5 separate regions of the Mus musculus genome follow, and regions 1, 2, 3 and 5 are each linked to region 4. A link is a contact called in public HiChIP or PLAC-seq data. All regions are on one chromosome and are shown on one strand. The core of a region is the stretch at or near the end of the contact, and the rest is flanking DNA. Distances in the headings are between cores, read along the strand shown.

Region 1 (4,738 bases), core at 1,737-4,236, 320 kb before region 4:
TCTATCCCCAGCTTCCCTGTGCCAGTCTGGCTGCTAAGTGGGGCACTAAATAGAAAATAAAGAGACAATGTGGCTTAACTTTTAGTAAAGGAATGCCCCAGCACACCCCAACTGTAATACAGCTATTCATCTGATTCAAATCACGGTTTCTTCTTCCTCTTTATGGTAAATCCTCCAATACAAACAAACAGATGATGTTTCTCTCTGTAAACTGTTGGTGATCATTCAAGAGGATGAGAAATAAGTACTGGAGGGAGAGCTGGGTATGGAACATTGTTGACCAGATTATGCATGAGGCGAGAGGTGGGCAGAGCTATCTCAATGCCAGCAGAAACCTATTCACATAAAAGCACATGTAAGCTGCTCCAGTGTCAGGAAAGAACAATTGTGATTGGATCATGGCATCTGCCACCTGCTGCCCTGAATGGTCATTTGTTCTGTGTGTGAATTTTTTTTTTCCTGGTTGTCTCAAAGAGTTCTTGAGAGATCTGTTGGAATGCTGAAGTGAATGTGAGAGTTTCAGGCAGGATTGGGCCCCAGAGTTCCCACGCCTAGAGCACTGGGTTATCTTAGTGCTTCGCCAAAGCAGAAAATGACCTGTTGGCTGAGGCTATCCAAAATGAAGCTAAAGGAGCAGGGTGACATGTGTACCCACATCAGATACTCTCAACCATCAGATACTCTCAACCATTAGATACTCTCAACCATCACACTGGGGGCCAGCTGAAAGCAAACCGCCGGAGACAAAAATACAATGGACAACAGAGTTCTCACTCTGAACAGCCATGGGGACAAGAGGTTCTGCCTATTCTGCAGGTGGGAAAGCCTGAGTCTGGATAGCTCTATGGGAAAGCTGTACTTGGAGTTGGTGGGAGAAATGGAAACCTAGCAGGGCCTACCCACTCCTAGGCGACACTCTGTTGTTTTGGGCTTGTGCATGCACGTGTGTTTGTGTGTGTGTGTGTGTGTGTGGTTATTCTTCATAGCATCCTATCTCTAAGAAATTGTAGGTTTACTATTTAAAAAGTGGGCACTTTACTTTGCAAGCAGGTACCAACTGAAGATTTCGTTGTTGTTTGTTTTCTAAAGGAAAGGAAGTGGAGTCAAATGAGTGGGGAGGATCTGGGAGGAGTCGAGGGAGGGAAACTGTAATCAGAATATATTTATGAAGAAAATTTTAATTAAAAGAAGAAAAATAGCACTTTAAATGAAGCACACACAATACGGAGCAAACAGATTTCAAAGCTTCCTTTAAAAGTTAGGCCATTTCAGTACCCTCCATTACACATGCAGCCACTGGATGAATCTTTAGTAGTGGAATGTGATGGCGTATCTGCAACATGATTCTCATCTGAAGACCTTTCCATTATTTCAGTGACAATGTCTTTCTGTCCCTCCTTGATGTCTCATCCTCCAATGCAAGCAACTATTAAAAGATTGTCTTCTTTCTGCCATTGGTGAACATTCAAGAAAACATGTGTTTAAAAGTTCAGTACCAACTTGAGCGCAGAGGCTCACTTAGGAGGCTGAGGCTGGAGAATCACTGAGTAGGAGGCCTGCCTAGGCTTCAGAGTGAGACACTGTCTAAAAAGAGACAAGAAGACTAAAAGGGGACTGTCTCAGTCAGGGTTTCTATTCCTGCACAAACATCATGACCAAGAAGCAGTTGAGGAGGGAAGGGTTTATTCAGCATACATTTCCACACTGCTGTTACCACCAAAGAAAGTCAGAAAGCAGGAGCTGATGCAGAGGCCATGGGCGGATGTTCTTTACTGTCTTGCTTCCCCTGGCTTGCTCAGTCTGCTCTCTTATAGAACCCAAGACTAGCAGCCCAGAGATGGCACCACCCACAAGGGGATCTTCCCCTTTGATCACTAATTGAGAAAATGCCTTACAGCTGGATCTCATGGAGGCATCTCCCCAGCTGAAGCTCCTTTCTCTGTGATAATTCCAGCCTGTGTCAAGTTGACACAAAACTAGCCAGTAGAGCCAGTACAGGGACCAAGTTTATACTTAAGGCCACATGCCTCCTTTCCTTCCGACTAACTCAAGTGACATCTTTGCCAGGAGTCACCAAACTCCACTGGTGTCTTATTTGTTTAAAGTCCTTGTATTTAGTTTTCTTTTCTTTCTTTCTTTCTTTTTTTTTTTTTTTTTTTTTTTTTTTTTTTTTTTTTTTTTTTTTTTTTTGTTTTTCGAGGCTGGGTTTCTCTGCATAGCCCTGGTTGTCCTGGAACTCACTTTGTAGACCAGGCTGGCCTCAAACTCAGAAATCCACCTGCCTCTGCCTCCCAAGTGCTGGGATTAAAGGCGTGCACCACCACCGCCCAGCTGTATTTTTGTTGTATTTAGTTTTCTATTAGTACGTTATTTTCTAACCAAGACATCTGCCTGGGAGTACAAATTAAGGATGGAGAGAGCTCAGTATTGAGAAAGCACTGGCCTCAATGTCCAGTGTCAGAAAAAAAAGAAAGAAAGAAAAATTATCATAACCTCACTTCTTTAACAGAGGGTTGAGAACAAAACCCCACACCTCATCAATCGTGAACATTCTACTGACAGCCAATGAAAAGATGATCTATTCATCCTCAAAATTTCACCAACAGATTACTTAAGAAGCCAGAATTTCCAGTTCAGCACGGGACTTCCCACAGATTCTATCCAGACGCTGCCTCTGTGCACTATGTAAACAGCAAACGATAAGGAAGAGAAACAGTTCCTCTTTCCTTGTTGAGCAACCAAGCAACGCAAAAAGTGATGATTTTTGTTTAGAAAGAAAATAAAAGAGAGTGGCATTTGGGCAGGGAATGATGTGAGAGTTGCCCAAGTCCCCTCTGCATTCCAACCTGGGCTCCTATGTCCAGCTCTAGATCACTGGCCATGGCTTTTGTGGCAGTTCTCTGCCAGGTCAGCCCACTGTTGAGGCCAGAGAACCTGATTGTACATGGAAACCCTTTGGCAAACCGCAAGTTTCTGCAGGCCACACCCAGGGAGGCAGCGGGAGCTGGTGAACAGGAGACCAGACCGAACACTGTAATAACACAATGCAGTGTGTAATTAAGCAATTCCTGTGATCTCAGACCAAGGATGTTTGTTATTGTTTTGACCTTCTTCACCTATGTGTCAGCTGGAGGCCTGGCTAAAGCTGTCCTAACGCTGAATCTACACAAACAACTCCCTCTCACCCTCAGCTCACCTTTCTGGTACAGAGCCAAGAGTTCTCTGCTACTTTATACACAGAGGCTCAGAACAAGGTGCCTGGGTTCCGTGGCTACTGCCATCTATTCTATTGTCTCTGATTCCAGGCCAGGCATAGAAAAAGCAGAGGTGAGCATGGCATGCCAGCTCCGGGGTGGACTCTTGGATTCACACCCTAGCTCTTCCACTTGGCTGTGTGACCTCACCTGTTCAAGCTTCTTGACCTCTCTGAGCCTTCATTTCTCTGGCATGTTATAAAGGAGTTGATATTGATGCCTCCATCATAGTATTACTCTACAGTCGTGTGTGATGCTCTACAGCAAGAATCATAAAGTCTTCTGCTGACACTGGGCTTCAGCTCTTCCAGATAAGTAACTGAACTGTGTTTGGATGTAACAAACTTCACCATACAGACTTATTTTCAAAATGGAGTCCTGGCTGTTGCCTCCTACACAGAAGGACAGATCTGTGCATCCCGGAGGCACGGAACACAGAAGGAAGTGGATGGAATTCAGGGAGCCCCGGTACCTATACTTTTTGAACTTTCTCCTTGTTCACAGCATTTGAGCCTTGGTAGGCTGAGCTACTGGGAACTCTGGTGGAATCTGCTCAGGTCTTAAGGACACTCTCTGTGTCTTTGTGTAGGGAGGGGAAGTGGTTCTAGGATTCCCGTGGACACCAAACCTTCTAGAAAATGACATAGTTTGGGAAACTCACACACTTTACTTCCCGTCTTGCTTGTCACTCATCTCCGTATCGGTGAAAAGCAAGGGAACAACACTTAACCTGAATTGCATTGGAGTGCAGGCTGAGAAAGACTGCGCATGCGTGGGACAGAGGCATTTTTCTTCTCTTCAGTGGTTTTGATCTGGGGTTTGGGGGAGCCTTGAGTGTGGTTGGGCCCTTTGATGTGGAGTACTGATTCTGTTCTTACCGTCATCACCTGCTAACTTTTCTGGCATTTGAGGAGGCAGCAAAGCATCGGTGTTCATGGCGAGAATCTGGCTTTGCTCCATATTTTGCAGCCTGACCTTCCTTGAGCTAATTTGTCCCTCGGTTTCCTGCTCTATGAGACAGAGATAAGTGACCAAGTGACAAAGCTCCTGGAGATTGGAGGTTGGTGAAGCTCCTTAGGCAACAGAGCGGCCATTCCTACGGAGCATCAAGTCGGTCAGCTCTGCATCTTAGTGTCAGTGCTCACTAATCTAGCCAGTGCGCACAGAGTTTAGGAACTGTGCAGGGCAGAGCTCTGCATTCTGAGGGAGAGGACCTATACCAGGAGATACGTACGCTGGAAACCAGAGCAGCTATTACTTATGGAGTGGAGAGAACGATCAGATTCGCAAGCGTCTGAGACGCTTCTGGATTTTGTTTTCCAGTGGTTGGGTCTGTATCCTGGCTTTCGAACATGCTAGGCAATTAAACTATACGCCGGACAAGAAAGTTCTCTTTAAAGGAAAGGGTATGAAGTTACAGTGCAGGGCTGGGGTGGGGGTGGGGTTCAATTTGCCATTCTTTCAGATGAGGAGGCCCACTCACA
Region 2 (4,601 bases), core at 1,197-3,696, 440 kb before region 4:
AGCCTGTGCATTTTCTGTTGGTAAGGACGTGGGAGAGGGCACCTTTGGGCTTTGCCCTTGACGGACAGGCTCCCAAATTTCAATCTGCATCCCTAAGGGACCCTGGGGCAGGGAGGGAGGAGATTAATCAGGGTTTATCTCTATTCTGTAGATAAAGCCATACAAACACAAAATTCTCTCCTGCACTCCCCTCCTCTCCCTACACCAGCCAACCACTTTTCACAAGTCAATAAATTTTCATAATCTGCAACCCACACAATATAAACCAACCACACTGCAAGTGGCCTCTGGGCACATTTCCTCGGGGGAAGGGATCACACCAGGGTGCCTACGCCCTGATGCCCAGGACAAACTTGAGTCAATTACTTAGATCTACAGTACGTGTGTGTGTGTGTGTGTGTGTGTGTGTGTGTGTGTGTGTCCAAGATTCCTCAACACTTTGGTGCCTCCTATCGCTAGCGAAGCCCTTGGGATTCTGCTCTGCTTTTCTCTCTCTCCTTCCCTACCATCTCCTATCATTACCTGCTCAGGTAAGAACTCTTCCTCCCTTGCTCTGCTTCATACAGAACCGCTCCCTTTCTGTCATCTCCTTTAGGAACTAAAGCCGAGCAAAATGGACTTTGAAAAGAGTAGGAAGAAACGAAATGATCCAGACTCAATTCCTCGACCAAGGTCTCCAAAGGTCACAGGCCTTCTTTCAGAGCTGAGTCTGACCTAATTGGGAGAAAGTCCACAGTGTCCTAATGAAGGCCAAGAGACTTAGGACTTGGCACCACCCTTCTCCAATTTGGGAATTCTGGGGCCCACCAACAGGCCCAGAGCATTAGAGAAGGGTACAAGATCAAATCCCCTTCTCTCACTTAGGAATAGGGAACCGAATCCCCACCCCACCCCCAGCATTCTAGTTCTGAAGACCCCAGCGTTGAGGACCAAGGGTGCAGTAGCCCTGGCCCTCAGAGGCTCTCAGAGGCTCCGCTTGCAGCCAGCCTTGGCGCTCTTTATTACCTGAGAGATCCTCGCGGGCGTTCTGGTGCAAGTAGCTCTGCTCCAACGAGTAGGAAGACATGCTGGGGTGCAGACCAGCAGAGGCCGCGGGATTACTGCTTGGCGTCAGGGCAGGCGGCTGCTTGAGGTAAGGTGAAGCGCCAGGCGAGCTCCAATGTGCCGCAGGGCTAGTGTAGGGCGAGTGACACTCAATGGCGCTTGCCATAGCCGGGGATGAGGGCACAGGGCTGCTGCTGCTGTCCGGCCCATAGTCCCCGCCGCCACCGCCGCCACCCGCTGCCGCACCGACGCCCGCAGGACCTGCGGGCACCGGGCAGCTGGCCATATAGGTGGAGCCCGGGTTGGGCGACATGTGGGGGACGTGGTGGTGGTGGAGGTGGTGTGGATGCGCGTGGCCCGGAGCACCCGCCCCTGTATCATAGCCCGCGGGCATCATGTCGAGGCCACCATAACCGCCTTGACCGTGGCAACCCAGAGGCGCCGACGGGGGCGCTTGGAAGTCGAAGCCCTGGGGCAGCAGCGAGGCCCCGAAGCCCAAGCCGCTCACCACGCGATGGTACATGGGTTTGAGAGCCTGGCACTTCCGCCTGAAGCCGCGCGGCCGGCGGCGGAACGAACCCTCCTCAAACATGAATTCGCTGGCCGGGTCGATGGTCCAGTAGTGGCCCTTACCAGGTCTCCCGAGGCCCTTGGGCAGCTTGATGAAGCACTCGTTGAGCGAGAGGTTGTGGCGCACGGAGTTCTTCCAGCCCTGGTAGGCGCCACGGAAAAAGGGGAAGCGCGCCTGTAGGAACTGGTAGATCTCACTGAGCGTCAGGCGCTTGCTGGGCGAGCTCTGGATGGCCATGACGATGAGCGCGATGTACGAGTAAGGAGGCTTCTCCGGCCGCCGCAGCCCCGAGGTTGCCTTCTTGGTGCCTCCACTCCCGGCGCCCGCGCCGCCGCTGCTAGCCGCACTCTTGCAAGCACCGGCCGAGGCGCTGACGGAGTTAGAAGAGGACGAGGCACAGGAGGCAGAGGATGATGATGACGACGACGAAGTGGACTCCAGGGTGGCGGCGGGTGGCGGGCTCATCAAGGCGGCCTGGAGCGCGCCGGGCGCCGGGCTGCACGCGCGGCGGAGTGGGGCAGGCGGCGGGCGCGGCGGGGGTGGCGGAGGCCCGCCCTCGGTGCTCATCTGGGAATCGGGAACGAGGCCGGGCCTGGGGGGCGGACCCCGGACCGGGATCGGCGGCGCCGGAGCCGGGTCGGTCCACAAATCGGGCGAGTGCCCTACTGCGCCGGCCGCGCTGCAGCCCGGGCCACTGCGGGCCAGCGCTTCGGCGTCGCCTCCCTCAGCTCCTCTGGGGCTTCGGGCGGCGGCGGCGGCGGCGGGTCGGAGGCAACGCCCCGCGCATCCCTCTTCCGAGCCTCCGGCCGGCTCCTTGCGCAACCGTCTCCTAAGCCACTGAGGCGACGCTGCCCAGAGCTGGACAGCTGCGCCCTCGAGCCAAGACCTCAGCCCGGACCCCGGGGACTAGCCCGTCGTCTTCTTTCAGGAGTGCTCTTCTCTCTGTCTCTTGGACTTCCTCCCTGGCGCGCCCTCCCCGCGGCAGCTTCGCTCCCTCCCTCCCTCGCTCCCTCCCTCCACCCCACCCCGCCCTGCCCCCTCCTTGCTCCGCGCCGCCCGCCACGGGGAGGGCGCACAGGGCTCGCGTCACTCCTCCCCCTCTGGACCTGGCGGCGGGCTCCTGCTCTTATCGCCTCCCGGACTCTCCGGGGTCCTGCTGGCACTACTAATTCCTCTCGGGGCTCTTTCCCTTTCCCAGTCTGTCCTCTTCAAAGCCGCAGATACACCCGCATTCAGCAGGGAGAACTCCCAACCTTGGCCAGACTCGATTACTCCTAACTTCAGCAATTCATTCTCTGTTCCTTCCAGCAGCCCGTATCCTATCCCAGAAGTGCCCCCAACCTAGCGATCCGTGCCCGGACACACCCTGCCCCTCCTCCACCCCCGCCGGACCCTGTGGGGGCTGAGTCTTGGGGAGACTGTGCCCTGGAAGAGCTTCCTTAGCCACGGTCCCCAGTGCCCGAACTGACACCATCTGTCAACTTCATTTAGGCAGTGCTGCCCTCAGCCACACGCCAGGGTGCCAGACGTCCCAAGGTAACGTGCCAACTCCGGGTCTCTCTCTCTCTCTCTCTCTCTCTCTCTCTCTCTCTCTCTCTCTCTCTGGCTGGACATGCAGGCTTCTGAGAGGTCACAGCAGAGGGCAAACACTGGACGCCCTTGAGCTGTGCCCGGGGCAGTTATGAACAGATTGTCAGCTGAGCAAGGGGTTTGGGTGGAGAAACCTGGGGCCACCTCTTAGACACTCTTTTGAGTCGAATGGATTCGGTTTTTTATTTGCTTCCATTTTCCACTGACTTGTCATTTCCACTTCATGCTGAGAGAGAGCAAGAGAGACCCTGAGTAAGGAGATAGTTGTATTTATTATCAACAAGGAAGGTCTGCACAGCTGCCAGTGGGTTTACAGCGTCTGTCTTCCGGTGCACCCCCCCCCCACTCCCTATGTTCCGTGGCCCAGCTCCCTCCATTCGAGAACACTCCTCCAGTTGTGGCTTATTCCTCTAAGTAAGAGTCGGCTCAGAGAGAGATGGCCCTCGGGAGAAATCATTCCAATGAGACCCGACAGTTAGTTATTGGATTACACGTGCGGGGAAATGTAGTCTGACCCCGGACAGGGGCTGCAAAGCGAGTTGCAAGCTGAAGGAGGCCTGACCACACCAGGGCTGGTGGCCTGGCCCAGAGGGAAGGAGATGCCCATCAGAGTAGCAAATGGTAGGCACAGCACTGCGCCAGCCCTGAGAGGACTGGGTTTGTGTTGTGTACGCAGAAAGCCTGGGAAGATGGGAGACAAGGCAGAGAGGAGAGTGCAGGGCCCAGTAAAGATGCTACAAAGAGCCTGGTTGAGCAAGTGGGGTCTGGCCTCCTGGGGGTGGGGGAGCCTGCACCAGCTCTGTGCCCTAGTGCATGGGGACTGCCCCTGATGGAGACTGTTGGTGGGTCTGAGGAACAGAGGAAAGGGCGGGTGCAGGGGGGGGGGGAGGGGGCTGGCCCCAGACAGTGACCTGGAGTTGAGTGGAAGCAGGCTTTTTCCATCAAACCCTGCCTGGATACCACACACAGAGCCCGAGTGTCAGTTTACTGCCCTGAGCCCGGCTCCTTTTCCCTAAGCTCCACAGTAATTAGACAAAGAAAACCTAAATTAGCTGAACAGGCGTCGACAGCTTCCTCCAGAGCACCCCTGGTACCTACATGGGAATGTGTCCGAAAATGGCCCGATTGTAGCCCAGAGTCAGCTAAGAAAACACCGCTGAGCAGAACTGAGTGGACCTCTCATTTTCAAGAGAGGAAAAGAAAAAAGAAAAAAAAAAAGAAAGAAACAAGTCGCTCTTTTCCGGAAGGGATGTTTTGCTTGGGTTGGGGGGGGGGGGGTTGATGTTTCGACTTTCTAAGAATTTCTTTTTGACTGACTAGTGAACATTTGGGGGACAAGTCCCCATTTATTTCATGCTGATCCCCGCCTTCCCTTTGTCATCTTGCCTGGTCTAAT
Region 3 (4,258 bases), core at 1,195-3,694, 370 kb before region 4:
GACCATAAGTTTGATTGACAGCTCTCTTACACGCAGCAGTCACTCCTGTGAAAGACACACATTTACACAGCGGGGTCTCAAAACCCCAAACAGTAGTCATCATTTACCCCATGGAGTGGTTCCCTGATGTATTTTTCTTTTTCTTTTTTATGGGTGGGGAAGGTAAATCAGTGGAAGGCGTGACGCAAATAGGAGGGAAAGGAAAGCCTCTATGCGGGAGAGTACAGGCCTGGCCAAGAAATGGAAAAGAACGGCTTTGATCCTCTGTAAAGTTACAAAAGACAAAGGAAACTATTCTGGACTAAGTTAAAACACTTGGGTCAAAATGCTTAACTTTAAGGCACATTTGATGGAGAGTTGAAAAAAAGAAAAACTCTATTCCTCCGGAAAGTGGAAAGTGCACAGCCCTAGAGCCCACATTCCAACCTCCTCAACAAAAGGCGCCCCCAACTCCACCCTGCTCAGCACCCCTTCTGCTGAGCACAGAGCTCCTGTCAAGCTAGCAGAGTCTCCACCGGGTAGGACAGGTGCGGACCGGGACCGCAGGCCGCTGCCGCCTGCAGGGCCGTGGGCAGCCGTAGGGGGCAGTACAGGTGCGCCGCGCCGGCGGTCTCCGGACCTCGGAATGGCTTGGCTGGAGCCGCGGTGGAGAGGGGCGCCAGCAGAAGGGGCGCCGCGGGCTGCACCTCGGTCCCGCGCGACGCCAGCAGCGTAGGCTCGCTTGCGCCGTAAGCACAGAGCGGTAGCAGAGCGCCACCGGGCGCCGCGGGAAGGAGCGCGGGATAGGCGCGCAGCGGCGGGCAGGGAGCGGCGCCCCAGGGTAGCTGCACCCCCAGAGCCGAGTCGCCGTCGCGGCGGCTGCGAAAAGGCTTGCTGAGAATGCTGTCGATGGCGAAGGAGCTGGAGAACTTGCTCGCAGGGCTGGAGCGCTCCTCCTGGCGAGCCGGCGAGCGCGCGATCGGGGAGGAGCGGGCGGCGGGCGCGGGCTGCGGGGTCCCGGCAGGTCCGGGTGGGGCTTCCTCCGGCCGCAGCCCGGACGCGGAGACTGTGGTCCGGTGGCTGAGGCGCTTGCGGCGGCGGCGGAAGACCCCGTCGGCGAAGGTGTATTCGCTGTTGGGGTTGAGCATCCAGTAGTTGTCCTTGCCCCAGGGCCGCGAGGGGTCGCGCAGCACCTTGACGAAACAGTCGTTGAGCGAGAGGTTGTGGCGCACGGAGTTGCGCCAGCCCGTGTAGCTGCCCCGGAAAAAGGGGAACTTGCCCATGAGGTACTCGTTGATCTCGGCCAGTGTCAGGCGTCCGCCCGCGGAGTCGCGGATGGCCATGGCGATGAGAGCGATGTAGGAGTATGGGGGCTTGGGCCGCCGCGTGTACGGCTTGCTGCGCGCGCCCTCGCCGCCGCCCACGCCGCCCGCGCACGGCCCTGCCGCGGAGGCCTGCGTTCTGCTGTCATCAGTTGCCTCCGGACCGTCTTGGGCGCTCGGCCCGCCACTCGAATTCCTCTCGCCGCCGCCACCTTCCAGATCCCCGGCGCCGCTGCCCGCCGCCGGGCTGTTGGCTGCACAGTCCCCGTCTGAGCCTAAGGAGTCGTCACCAGCCGCGGACAGTGGAGATGGCACGTCGCTGCTGCCGGCCCCCTCCAGATCGCTGCCCATTTTGTCCCCGTGGGCTGCGCGTGGGACGAACACCTCCAATTTCATGCCGGCGCTGGTGCTTCCAGTCCGGCACAGTTACCCCTTTCCTGCGAGGTCGTAGGAAGCGAGTGGCGCCCGGAGTGGCGATCCCGTGGCCCGCTGAGTCTGTCTTCTCCTGGGAGGGACCGCTCCTGCGTCTTTCCGAGAGAGACGCTTTTCCGAAAGGTTCTCCTCCGCTGGGATTTTTTTTGGGAGGGGTTTTGATTGTTGGGTGAAGTGAGGAGTGGAGTGATAGAAGTTGGTGCAGTGCTGTCCTTACTCCGAGGTTTAGAGACTTTGAGCGGAAGACAAGCGAGGAATGAGGGGCCACCCTGCGAAGCGGGGGCCAGGACACACCAGCCTTAGGATTTCGTGCTGGGAGGACCGAGCCGGCGCTTATGCTATCGGTCTGGGCGTCCAAAAGTGTTCCTTCGCTGGATGTCTAGGTCTCAGGCACCGACCTGACGTCTGCTGGCGCACCCGCTACTTTTGAGGATAGGACGTCTTCAGCCTCGAGAGCCCATAGAAAGGAGTCTTCGAGGCCGCCGCACCCGCAGCCGCCTTGCCACCCCCGGCTTCCCGGGCAGCATGTCCGCGCTGGCCGGCCGCAGCAGAATCTCGCCTCCACCTTCGGTCCGGCCCAATATAACCCTGCGGCGGCTCCGCGCGGGCGGGGCCTGGGCGCCCACGGCCAGGGGGTGGGGGAACTAGGTGGCCGAGGTGGCCGCGGCTCCCCCCAAGGCGTTCATCAGGCCGAGGCCACGCGGCGGCGCGGCCACAGAGTCTCCGCGGGCGCAGGTTGTTTGTTTTGGGTCTGGCCGGCCCCGCCCTTTCGGTCTCGCCAATGGGGAGCGAGCGCACGGCTAGGGTGTGCGCGCGAGTGTGCGCGCCTGTGCGGCTGCCCCGCCCGCCCCGCTGCGCAGGTAGGAGCTTCTGGCTTCCCGCGGCCACCGAGTGGGTTTCTGCGCCCCCCGGACTCACCAAGACGATTGCTCTCCTATACCTGGTAGAGCTGACACTTTTTGGACGCTCCAGAGAGACACCTAAAAGGGCTTAGGCCGAGGGACTGGTTGCATAGGTCTGGCCGCCGTCCTGAGCTGCGCGCTGCGTGCAGCCTGCGGATTTTTTTGGCAAGGAGAGCCAATATTCTTAGGAAAGGAAATCCCTGGTGATAATTGAATCGCTGAACTGCAGACACCCCGTGGAACAGCCTTTGCATTGACCTCTTTCGTGCCCTTCCTCTTACTTCCTCTCTATGGCCAACTTTACCCCTTGTAACAAGTAAAAACCACGAGCTTGAAATTCTATGATTCTTTTTGGTTGATCGTGCCTCTTGTTTCTTAGCCGGCTTCCGACTTTCACTTTTATTTTGTCATACCTGGCTGGAGGCTCTGGGGGGAAGGAGGCAACGCCCCATACTTTTACCGGGAGGCCGCTTTGCAAGAGAGGTGCCCGGCTCTGCCTGCCTTGAGTCCCTTCCGAAGTCTTGTGACGTGGGCTTTGCCCACAGCCATGCAGTGCCCGGGTCTAGCAATCAACAAGAATCACGGGAGGATGTGTGTTCCTTGGGGCATGAGGCAAAGGCAAGGCGTGTTTATCGCTATTTGTCTGCAACTGTGCTCTAGAACTTGCCTTGGCTTTAGTGGCACGGGTGTCAAACAGGAAAGGAGGCCTCTTCTGCAACTCCTCCGACTCCCTGACAACTCTGTGTCAGTTCTCCAAGGAAAGGGGCCTTGCACTAGGAAGGGTGCACTTTTGACCCTATGCCTACCACGCCAGCTTCCTCCTTCTTCCTGCTTTTGTTGCGAATAATGTTGAGGCTGCGACTATGTGGGAGAGCATGTTTGAAGTTTATTTTATTACTTTCCACCATTTGTGTGGAAAGCATACACAAGCTTCTCTTCTCTTAAGTCAAGAAGCCGTAAAGGCGCTCAGAATGCAGTGGGCATCTTGACAGCCAGCAGGAATCTGATGTTTTGTAGTATGCAGGGAGTAACTGTTTACCACGTGGTGCGTTCCTCCAGCCTCGAAAAACAGCCTCTTTCAAGGGGTTCCTCTTAGCTCCTGCCCGCAAATGGATGGTCCCTAGGTCCTGGCCAGGGGAGTGCGTTGGGATGAGAATTAGCCCAGTGCAAGGTGACAAAGCATTGATTTGGCCAGGGATAAAAGACATTGTTAATGAAGGTTGTCCTTATTTGAACTCAGCGTGCCTGTTTTATGGAGGAGATACATTTAGGAGGGTTAAGACTCAATAGGCAATAGGCAATAGGGAGATTCCAGGCCTAGGAACACCAGTGGCTGCTAATCCACTCACTGCCAGTCCACCTCACTGCCAGTCCCGCACTTCATCCGTCACCACCTCTCACTAGCTGCAGCAGATACTCTCCTTACCTTGATCTTGGTTAGGCGAGGAAATGCCTATTCCTCGTCCCTATTAAGCTGACTGTTGGGTTTGGAGCTTGTGATGGGGGAGGAGAGGAGGATGGAGAATTCTCAGCTGGGGTGAGGGTGGGGCAACTCTTTCTACTTTGAGAGTTCTTTGGGAGGTTGGAATGGCTAGGTAAGATACTACCCATGGACCACTACGA
Region 4 (4,747 bases), core at 1,536-4,035:
CTTCCTTTCCGTACCTCTAGCTATCACACTCTGGCTAGGAGCTTTCAGGCAAAGGAAAACAATCCCAAAGTCCATTGTTATGATGCAAAGCACACAAGGGAGGATTAAAAAAGAAAGCCAAGCAAGCAAGCAAACAAACAAACAAAAACAAGGACTATGAGTGTAGCCCAGTGGTCAAGAGCTTGCTAGGAATGTATGAAGCTTTGCATTATATCTCTAGCATCAGAAAGGAAAGGCATGAAATGCCTGTGGCCCAACCTGCCATTTTTTCTCCCTTCTTCTGCTCTGGGTCTGACTGAAGTCAACTACTTAGTCTTCTGTGCATTAGGGACAAATGGCTTGGACCCAGACTAGTGTAGACAAAAGAACATGGTTTTTGCCACTCTGACTCTTGCTTTGATATTTCCCATGGGCAGCTCCCTTCCTTCCTCCTTGCACAGATACTGATGATGCCACCACATATAGGGCTCAAGCCTTCTCATGAACCCCATCAAATGTGTTGGAGGCTATAGAAATATTGAGTCTCTCTTATCATAGCTTAAAGCAACCTATCCTAACATGCACAGTGGGAACTAAATAGGACTTTGCTGTGCTATTCAGTCAGGTGCTGATAGATTTTTATTTCTTTGGAGAATCTTACTCACAGTGCTGCTTATGAATGATTCAAAGTGCATATTCTTGCTTTAGAACTTTCATTTTCTTTTATAACAGATGGTTTGCAAACCATGCAACAATATCCATTCTTTCAAGTGTGACAGAGGGGATGACTGTACCCAGCTCTCCTGACTCAGAGTCAAATGCACTTGAAGCAAGATCCCTATAAGTTACCCTAGTTCCCATGGACGTTTCCTTCTCTGGCTGTCTTCCAGGGTGCCTGCCTCTTTGTGGTGAGTGTGGGTGAAAGGGTGAAGGGAAAAGCAAAAGGCTCACAAGAAGTTCTAACAAAGACAGAGAGCTTAAAGGAAAGAGAAAGATTTTGTTGTTGAATTGACAGTTCCTGGGTACTGAAGATAATACAGGAGTTCTTTTCATTGACTGTCATACATACATAGAAAACTACTGATAATCACGAATTTTAAAAACTAAAACTGAAAAAGATTAGAAAACATGGTACGTGCTGCACTTACTGCTTTTTATTGTCGGTGTTGGTGGTGGGTTTTTCACTCAGCAATGTTTTCTTCTTGTTGTGAATGCTCTGATCATGGTGTTTCATAGGAACTGAATAGGTCAATGCAAAGGTGAATTTGGCTTATGATTCTTGGTCTACCTCATTCACTTGAGCTTGTGTGGTCACAGATCTAAAGATGTTTGGTGCTTCCTGCCAAATTGTGCAATTGAGGATAGCATGAGGGTTTCAGGGAGTCTGGATGACTTGCAATACTACATCCTCTAGGAGGCTAACTTCAGGAGAAAGCGAATAAAGCCAGTTCTGAAAGCTGGATTGCTAGAAGTGGAAATTTTTCTACTTCTCAAAATGAAGAGCAGTGAAGCTGGAAAGATGACTAGCTATTAAAAGAACTGTCTGCTTTTCCAGGGTTTGAGTCCCAGAACCCACACAGTAGAGGGCCACTGTTTGTAACTACAGGTCCAGCGAATTTGATTCCCTCTTCTGGCCTCCACGAGTACTGCACACAGGTGGTATGCATAGACATATCACCAAGGCGTACACATAAAGTAAAAATAAATAACTCTCTTTTTTAATTTTTAAAAGGAAGATCACTGCCTTCATGGTGAACTTACCAGCTCCTCATTGGCACTGCTAACCACTCATATAGCTGCAGAGGTCACCTGGGACACTCACAGGGTGGCTGAGCACAGTCAGCATGAACTGAGCTAAGGATTGATACTAGTTAGATGAGATGGAAAAATAGGTTTATTCCAGTTCCATCAGAAGCAAACATACAATGATAACACATTTCAGAAAGTCATCTGGGAGAAGGGGGTGCTATTCCACTCTCAAGCATAGTCCGTTCAAAGCCTGTTTAAACATTTTCCTTGCTCCCATGGACAATAAGAATTTCCCCCCAGAAACTAATGCAATCACTTTGTACTGGAGAAGGCTAAACGTCTAGGAAATGTTCTAATAGTCTGTTATGTTAATCTACACTATTGAGGTGGATTTCTGTTAATCATCTGTGTGGGCAGAACTGTGTTCCAAGTTTCCATGTCATGTGAAGAGGTTTTGATACAAGGCCTTTGGGAGTAACTTGTACAGATGAAGAGATGACAGTATAGTCTTCCCAGTGGGATGGATTAGCATCTTTCTATGATACCAGAGAGAATTTGCTCATGTTATTTTCCTCCCTTATTCTTCCTTCCCTCTCTTCTTGCCCTTATGAGTTTTCATTAAAAAGGAGCTCAAATGTAACTCCAAGGACAGAAACCCCACGAGGACCTGACCCTGCCAACATCTCCATGTTGGGAATTCAGCCTCCAAAACTGTTGGTGTAAGCAAGTGTCTGTGTATTGTTCTGTTATAGCTGTCTCAGTGACTAGACAGTCATATGTAGGGATATGTGTCTAACATATAGGCATAAGTACTGGCGCCTACACATAGCATATAGACATAATAGACAGACTGACAGCCACAGACATAGAGCTAGAACTCAAACTAAGGCCCCTTTGCTCATTTTAAATGTTCCTGTGGAATAAAGAGACTTATAAATCCAAAGCAGGAAATTCTCTGTCCATTCTGGAAAAAAAAAATAGAACAGGGAGTGGCCCAACAATAATACCTTTTCTTTGCCCTCCTAGGGTGTGGGCTGACGTTTGATTTGATTAGGAAACACCCACAAGGAAAGGGTAAACGGTTGAGTAGGTCAACACAATCTTACTTCCTCTCCTTATATAAACTCATTAGCAACATCATTGATTATAGTCATTGCTTACAGTCCTGGATCCCATTTCCTTTTCTGCCCCTGTAGGATAGAGCACTGAGTACAAGGCTGAACTCTGCTCACCAGCTCATCACTTAGAAACGTACAGAATTCTCCCATCATGATCCCTTGGGCTTGTTTGTATCTGTAGTCTGTAAGCAGAAGGCCTGAGAGCCCATGGGCAGTCTTGCTGTATCATCTCATCCTCTGGCCCCCATACAGCTGCCCTTTTGCCTCAAAGTCTCCATTCTTCTCCTCTTCAATGATTCATGTCACACCCTTCTTTTACTGTGAGTAATCTCAATAGGACTGCAGTTATTTTCATCCCTAATAACTTTATGGTGTTTACATAACCTTGCTTTGATACTGCTATTGACTTTGGAGTTGTAATTACTGCTACTAATTGAGAAAACTAGATGACAGATTGAGGCAAATGGACCAACCACTATGTAGGAAATATGCAACGGCCGTCATTAGAAACCAAATGGTACAGAACAATTTTAATTAGACGTGACTAACATCAGCTGCCTCCACTCTCGGGTTATTTTGGCCAGGAGCTCAAAAGGAAGGCAAGTCACATTGTCACATTACCTTGTTTGATCCTGAGCAGGGAGAGATTGTCACAGAGCTCACTGTTCTTTCTCTCTCTCTGTCTCTCTGTCTCTCTGTCTCTCTCTCTGTCTCTGTCTCTCTCTCTCTGTCTCTCTGTCTCTCTCTCTCTCTCTCTCTCTCTCTCTCTGTGTGTGTGTGTGTGTGTGTGTGTGTTATTTTGACTTTAATTTAGAATTAAGCAATGGGACATCTTCTGCTTGTATGAAGAAGTCATTCCAAACAGCTTTGAACCAACCACACAGGAAGGTAAATATCATCACTGAAAGCCTTGGGACTCCCGGGAGAGCTACTCACCTGTCTCACTGATAAAGGCCAACATTCCCTGAATCAAAAGGAACACAGAGGAGGTGTGTTCCAGGCTCTCTCTCTTCCTCTGAGATAGGATTTGCCTTAAAGACTCCATACAATGAGTAAGTGTGGCTGAGTGCCCACTAAAAGACAGTGACCGTTTCAAAGCTTTGTTTTGGAAGTAATTCTCAAAGTCAAGTATAGAAAGCAAGCCAGTGCTAAGAGGTCCCAGCATCAACTTCCATCAGAGCCTAATATTCTTAATATTCTTTCTTCAGCCATTCATCTCTGAATGGTTATATTCAGCAACAGGTACCAGCTCTCTCTCTCTCTCTCTCTCTCTCTCTCTCTCTCTCTCTCTCTCTCTCTCTCTCTCTCTCTCTGGACTTGTCTATGGTCTGTACCCCAAGTCCTTCCTCACAGTATTCCCTGAGCAGCATTCTGCTGAGTATCCACCCCTGGGTCACTGCTCACCCTCCAGACACAGGTGGCAAGAGCCATGAGCCAGCCCTTGCTCCTCCTATTCTTAACATCACTTCTTCAACTCATCAAGGATTAAGATGGCTTTCTGTACTGGCTCTTGCTTGGCTTCTAAATTTTTAGAGCTTTGGAGTATTGTGCTCTGTCTGGTCTTTCCATTCCTGTCAACACCTTCTAAGATGTGACATGCCTCCCTGGTCTCCTGGAGTTTCTGGAATAACCCACTTGCTTGTCCTGCTTTTTCCAGTCCTCCCTGTGACCACCCTTCTGACAGCTGTTTTCCTGCTGGCTGCACGCTTCAGTAGCTCCCACACTATAATACGTCAACCACAGCTGGGGACTGACCGGACATCTGAAGACACTCCAACCTCAACCCCCTTCATCTGCACATTTTTATCAAACAGAATCACACAAGCCTTGTTCTCCCATGGCAGCGCTGGCTATAGAAGCTGCTGGTAGGTTGGTCGCTGCTAGGAGTACAGAATGTGGGT
Region 5 (4,352 bases), core at 3-2,502, 340 kb before region 4:
GACTACTTCAGTGTGATTTCATGTTACCCACTTACTGCCATATTTTGTGTTACAATGAGTGAAAAGGGCCCTTAGGAGCAAGTAATGACTATATCCACAGTGATTACTGTGACTCATAAATTTACATTTAAACACTTACAATGTAATACACAGTAAGAATTTAGATTTTAAGTACAGATTAACTGTGTTACATAAAATCCTGAGAAAAGTTCTGTGGCTATTGTCTGGGGACCTGAGAGCAGGGCCTTTTGTGGCTTCCTTCCTTTAAGAGTGTAGGTGTTCTGGAACTTAAGGTAGTTTGCTTAGAACAACAATGTTTTACAAAATTTTTGCTTCCAGCATTCAGGAAGCAGAAGGCACTGGCGACCGAGATTCACAGAGTTTCCGAGAGTCAGCTTCAAGTGATCTGAGTTGTGGCCAAAGAGGGCTCTGTGTCCTCCCAGAATACCCTGATCTTCTGATCTGTGTTAGAAATAGCAGGAATTGTGTGGGGGAGGAAACCCTACTAAATGCAGTCAGTCATTTGAAAAAAAAATGTGCCTTGTCATTAGCGGGGAGAGTGTGTCGTTGTGACTGTTTCTATTGCTTCAGCAAAGAGACAGATGCCCTGGCTGGTAGAGTTCTGGGTTCTGTGTGGGCCAGAAGATTGATGGAGTTTTCATTAGTATTTAATGGTGCAGAACAAAAGCCAGAAATAGGCCCTGAGAAACCAGAACAGAAACGAGACGGATTGGACCGTTTGCTTATTCAGCTGCAAAATGTCCTGCCTTCTATTGTGGTCACCCCCCACCCAGGGCGAAATGTGGTGTGGAGGACAGGAATGCCCCAGACTGCGGAGTAGCCTCTGTTGTCCCACTAATCAGCATGACTCGGCAGATGACAAATATTTAATTTAGGGAAAAAGCAGTAGTCCACAGTGTTACTGATATCAGGCAGCAACAAGATTAGTAACAATCCTTCCTGGTAGTAGCTAGAAGCCCAAATTAACAATGGGCCCAACCCAAAACATTTGTCCCCCCCCTCCCCCCCAACAAGGTGAAAGGAAACAACCCAGACTGACTATGGTTGTGCCTCTAAGCCGGAAAGACCTAGGCTCCTGCTTTCTGGTCTACTTCCCATATATCCCAATCCAGATTGGATGCTTGAGCTACAGTCAACTTGTCCACATTCCAGACAGCAGGAGGGGAAAACAGATAAGAGCAGAGTATCGGATTTTTGTACAGAATATTTCCCAGGGTTCGCAGTCAACAGTCCTTTGTTTATCTTAAACATGAGTTGGGCAACTGCTCTTAAGGTTACTGTCCTTGTTTGCATATCTCTGTGTCACTCCACCGCGTATCTCCTCATTCATCTGCTTAATTCATTTAACTAACTATGAATAGACTTCTTTCCCCAGGTGAGCTGTAAGAGGCACAAGTCAGATGTCTTTGCTGCTTTGGTGTGGGCTACTCCAACTAAACACCATACCCAGTGGCCTATTAACAAGAGAGTTGTATTGCCCAGAACCCTAAGGCTCGTTACAGTGTGGTCTATGTCCAGTACAGTGAGGGCTTGCTCCCCAATATACAGGCTGCCTTCTTCTTTTCACAGAATGGAAAGAAGGCATGAGAGCTCACTAGAGTCCCTATTATAAGGCTCAACTAGTAAGGTTCCATTCTCATGACTATCACCTCCCAAGGTGGCCTTCCCTGATATCACCTCAATGAAGACTAGCAAGTTAGTAACATGGATTTTAGGGTACTGCAGACATCTTGTCCAGAGCCCCCTTCATGGGAAACAACTTCTGGGTGAGATTCAACAGTATGCAAATGTGTGTTTAGTAGTTCATAACACATGCTCTGAGCAAACATTCCAGGTTTGGCTCCATGACAGATGATTGGATGGACAAACGGAACCAGTCTTTTCAAAAGTAGCTTAGCAAGGTCCCCACAGGGACTCATGTCCCAGCTTTAGGACCCAAAGCATAAAATCATTAGAGGCATTCTTAAAGGAACAACCTGTTAGCCTGTTTCTAGAGGTGACAGGTGAGAAAGTTCCTGCAGCCACACTGAGCTATCCTTAGCCTGTCTGCTGATGTGCAGGTTTCCCTGGGTGGTGAATGTGTCCAAAGCAATATTCATAACACATTATTCTTAACACAATAAGAATAATAAGCAATAAGAATAAGCAATATTCTTAACACATTAAGAACAAGTCTCTTACTGTTAGAGTTAATAAGCCTCATGTTTCTGGATACAGGAGTGAGTGAGGTCCTGTTCAAGTCTGACTAGTGCATGCTGGCTGTTATGTTCAGAGTCTGGTGTGAGGAATCAAGAAGGGAGAATCATCCATGAATCCTTGAAGATACTGTGGGCATAAATGTGTATAGCTTCCGTGAAGTGTGTAATCAGTGTGAGATTGGAACATCCAAGAAGGAGTGGCCTGGCAGGTGGGGAAAGGACACACTGTCATTTCTAACCAGATACAGGGGGATGAGAGGCAGGCCAGCTCTGAGCCTGGACAATAGCATCTCCTTTGGGTTATGATTATACTGGGATCGTGTAGATGGTTCCAGAAGATGTGAACCGGTGTGTAGGAACATGAAGCAGAGGGTCTTACCTTTCACGGAAGGGGACTTACGAATTTTGTTTTGAAGCATTTAAAGGAAGTTTTCAAGACTTATGGCCAAATACAGAAGTTATGAACAGAAGCCCTGCGGTGGGTTTTCTGGGTTATTCTATGAAGTCTAGGCTTGATGCTAATCAATCCTGGTGATCCAGAGCTTGGGCTCAAATAGGAGGGTTAGAGTTCAATATTAGTTCTGTCACTTAGAACCACAGAGGCACCCACGGGTCCTTTGGAAAGCTTCAGTTTATCAAAATACATTAGGAAGTACCACAAAAGACAGCTTTGAGTGAGGGTGAAGTAAGCCTGTGGGACAGGCAATACAGTAGGTTCATAGGTGGGAAGAGTTCATCTGTCATCTGAGATGTTCGAGCAAGGGCAAGATAAGCTATTAAGGCCACAGTGCATGAGATGTGTTTAATTTGAAAGGACACACACAGACACACAGACACACAGACACAGACACAGACACAGACACAGACACACACACACACACACACACACACACACCATTCTTCCTAAATGTTGATAATTGCTATATGCATTTTTACATTGCAAGTACCTGGAGGGTATTTGATGGCTAAGTGTAAACCTTTACAGTTTTAATTTTAAAGTGGTTTGGTTGCATTTCATCTTTGACTATGGTAACTCAGTAACTCAGAATAGAAAGCAGAGCCCTGAGGTCCAGTTCTGACTCTTGTTACAAACTCCTTCTATCTTGGGGCCCCTCCTATGTAAGGAGGTTGTTGGGTGTTGATAGTTTCAGGTCACTTCTAGTGCCAGAATATGAGTCCCTCCCTTGCTGCTGGTAAACCAACATTTTTGGCACAAGAGAGTTTTGGTGATTATACAACTTAGTTCTTAAAATAGTTTCCATTGAGTAGAGAGAAAACAAGTTATTTTTAGTTGCTTCTTAGGTATGATCACTGCTTGCAGGTACATTCCGGTGATAGAATCAACCATGTGTGCAGACTACACATCAAACTCACGAAAAAGACTACAGATACCAAGGTTGGTCACACTTTTCCAATATTGAGTGGCTGGAGGACCAAGTCAAGTTGGAGACCAAAAGATCTGAGTGGCTGTTGTTCATCAGGGCTTTAGTGACTTCCAGGAGAAAATTTCCATATAAATGCCATCAAAATGTTTCACAGAGTAATGTTGATGAAACCTCATAGATATGGCTTCTGCATTTTTAGGAGACATGATCTCATAGCAAACTCATCATTTTTCTGGCTTTTACAGTCTTTCTGTCCCTTGTCTGCAATAATTCCTAAGCCTTAAATACAGAAGTTGTGTTGTAGATGTATCAGTTGGGACAGAGCTCCACAACTCTGCAATTTGATTGGTTGTGGTTTTCCATTATAGTCTCCATCACTTGCAAAGAGAAGTTTCTTTGACTAAGGGTGAGGACCACATTTGTCTGTGGATAGAAGGACTGCATGCATACATAGAATGTGGCACTTTGAATGAAATGGCCTCCATAGGTTCATATATTTGAATGTTTGATCCACAGTTGATGGAACTATTGGGAAGGAGTAAGAGTTGTGACCTTGTTGGAAGAAATATGTCAATAGGGTGGTCTTGGAGGTTTTAAAAGCTCATGCAAGGCCAAGTGTCTCTTTCTTCACCTGATACCTGTGCATCAGGATGTAAAGCTCTCAGTTGCAGCTCCAACACCATGCCTGCCTGCTTCCCACCATGACAGTCACGGAGTAACCTCTAAAATTGGAAGCAAGCCCTCAGTT

The links. HiChIP or PLAC-seq counts read pairs in DNA pulled down with a chosen protein or histone mark.
Region 1: a FOXA1 HiChIP or PLAC-seq map of pancreatic cancer cells shows a contact between it and region 4. The contact joins two enhancer-like sites. A contact is called at or near these places in 1 of 15 datasets of contacts at CTCF or cohesin (the NIH/3T3 cell line), 1 of 484 Hi-C or Micro-C datasets (liver) and 1 of 115 datasets of contacts at active chromatin or transcription factors (pancreatic cancer cells).
Region 2: a contact with region 4 is called in a FOXA1 HiChIP or PLAC-seq map of pancreatic cancer cells. The contact joins the promoter of Foxf2 here to the enhancer-like site in region 4. A contact is called at or near these places in 1 of 39 promoter capture datasets (hippocampal neurons), 3 of 15 datasets of contacts at CTCF or cohesin (the NIH/3T3 cell line and large pre-B cells), 8 of 484 Hi-C or Micro-C datasets (the AML12 cell line, the Patski cell line, embryonic fibroblasts and 5 more), 12 of 115 datasets of contacts at active chromatin or transcription factors (bone marrow-derived macrophages, craniofacial prominence, embryonic forebrain and 9 more) and 3 of 9 other capture datasets (adipose tissue, embryonic stem cells and liver).
Region 3: an HNF4G HiChIP or PLAC-seq map of pancreatic cancer cells shows a contact between it and region 4. The contact joins the promoter of Foxq1 here to the enhancer-like site in region 4. A contact is called at or near these places in 3 of 39 promoter capture datasets (embryonic stem cells, hippocampal neurons and liver), 3 of 484 Hi-C or Micro-C datasets (bone marrow-derived macrophages, embryonic stem cells and rod photoreceptor), 10 of 115 datasets of contacts at active chromatin or transcription factors (craniofacial prominence, embryonic forebrain, embryonic hindbrain and 6 more) and 5 of 9 other capture datasets (adipose tissue, embryonic stem cells, liver and 2 more).
Region 5: a FOXA1 HiChIP or PLAC-seq map of pancreatic cancer cells shows a contact between it and region 4. The contact joins two enhancer-like sites. A contact is called at or near these places in 1 of 15 datasets of contacts at CTCF or cohesin (the NIH/3T3 cell line) and 2 of 115 datasets of contacts at active chromatin or transcription factors (hepatocytes and pancreatic cancer cells).

The regions. Positions count from the first base shown.
Region 1 is chr13:31,504,904-31,509,641 of GRCm38.p6, reverse strand. No RefSeq gene overlaps it. Among named protein-coding and RNA genes, the nearest start is that of Foxq1, 51 kb to the left of the region's middle. Within about 2 kb of position 2,986, at least 45 of the 459 cell types and tissues checked have an H3K27ac peak or open chromatin away from gene starts, as enhancers often do. A contact at or near this core is called in pancreatic cancer cells, where this site is marked.
Region 2 is chr13:31,623,661-31,628,261 of GRCm38.p6, reverse strand. Foxf2 (forkhead box F2) reads right to left here and starts at 2,446. Exons shown (of 2, transcript NM_010225.2): 1 at 1,006-2,446. The coding sequence starts at 2,182.
Region 3 is chr13:31,556,356-31,560,613 of GRCm38.p6, reverse strand. Foxq1 (forkhead box Q1) reads right to left here and starts at 2,444. Exons shown (of 1, transcript NM_008239.4): 1 at 1-2,444. The coding sequence starts at 1,697. The coding sequence ends at 495.
Region 4 is chr13:31,185,424-31,190,170 of GRCm38.p6, reverse strand. No RefSeq gene overlaps it. Among named protein-coding and RNA genes, the nearest start is that of 4930401O12Rik, 53 kb to the left of the region's middle. Within about 2 kb of position 2,785, at least 20 of the 459 cell types and tissues checked have an H3K27ac peak or open chromatin away from gene starts, as enhancers often do. A contact at or near this core is called in pancreatic cancer cells, where this site is marked.
Region 5 is chr13:31,528,246-31,532,597 of GRCm38.p6, reverse strand. No RefSeq gene overlaps it. Among named protein-coding and RNA genes, the nearest start is that of Foxq1, 28 kb to the left of the region's middle. Within about 2 kb of position 1,252, at least 30 of the 459 cell types and tissues checked have an H3K27ac peak or open chromatin away from gene starts, as enhancers often do. A contact at or near this core is called in pancreatic cancer cells, where this site is marked.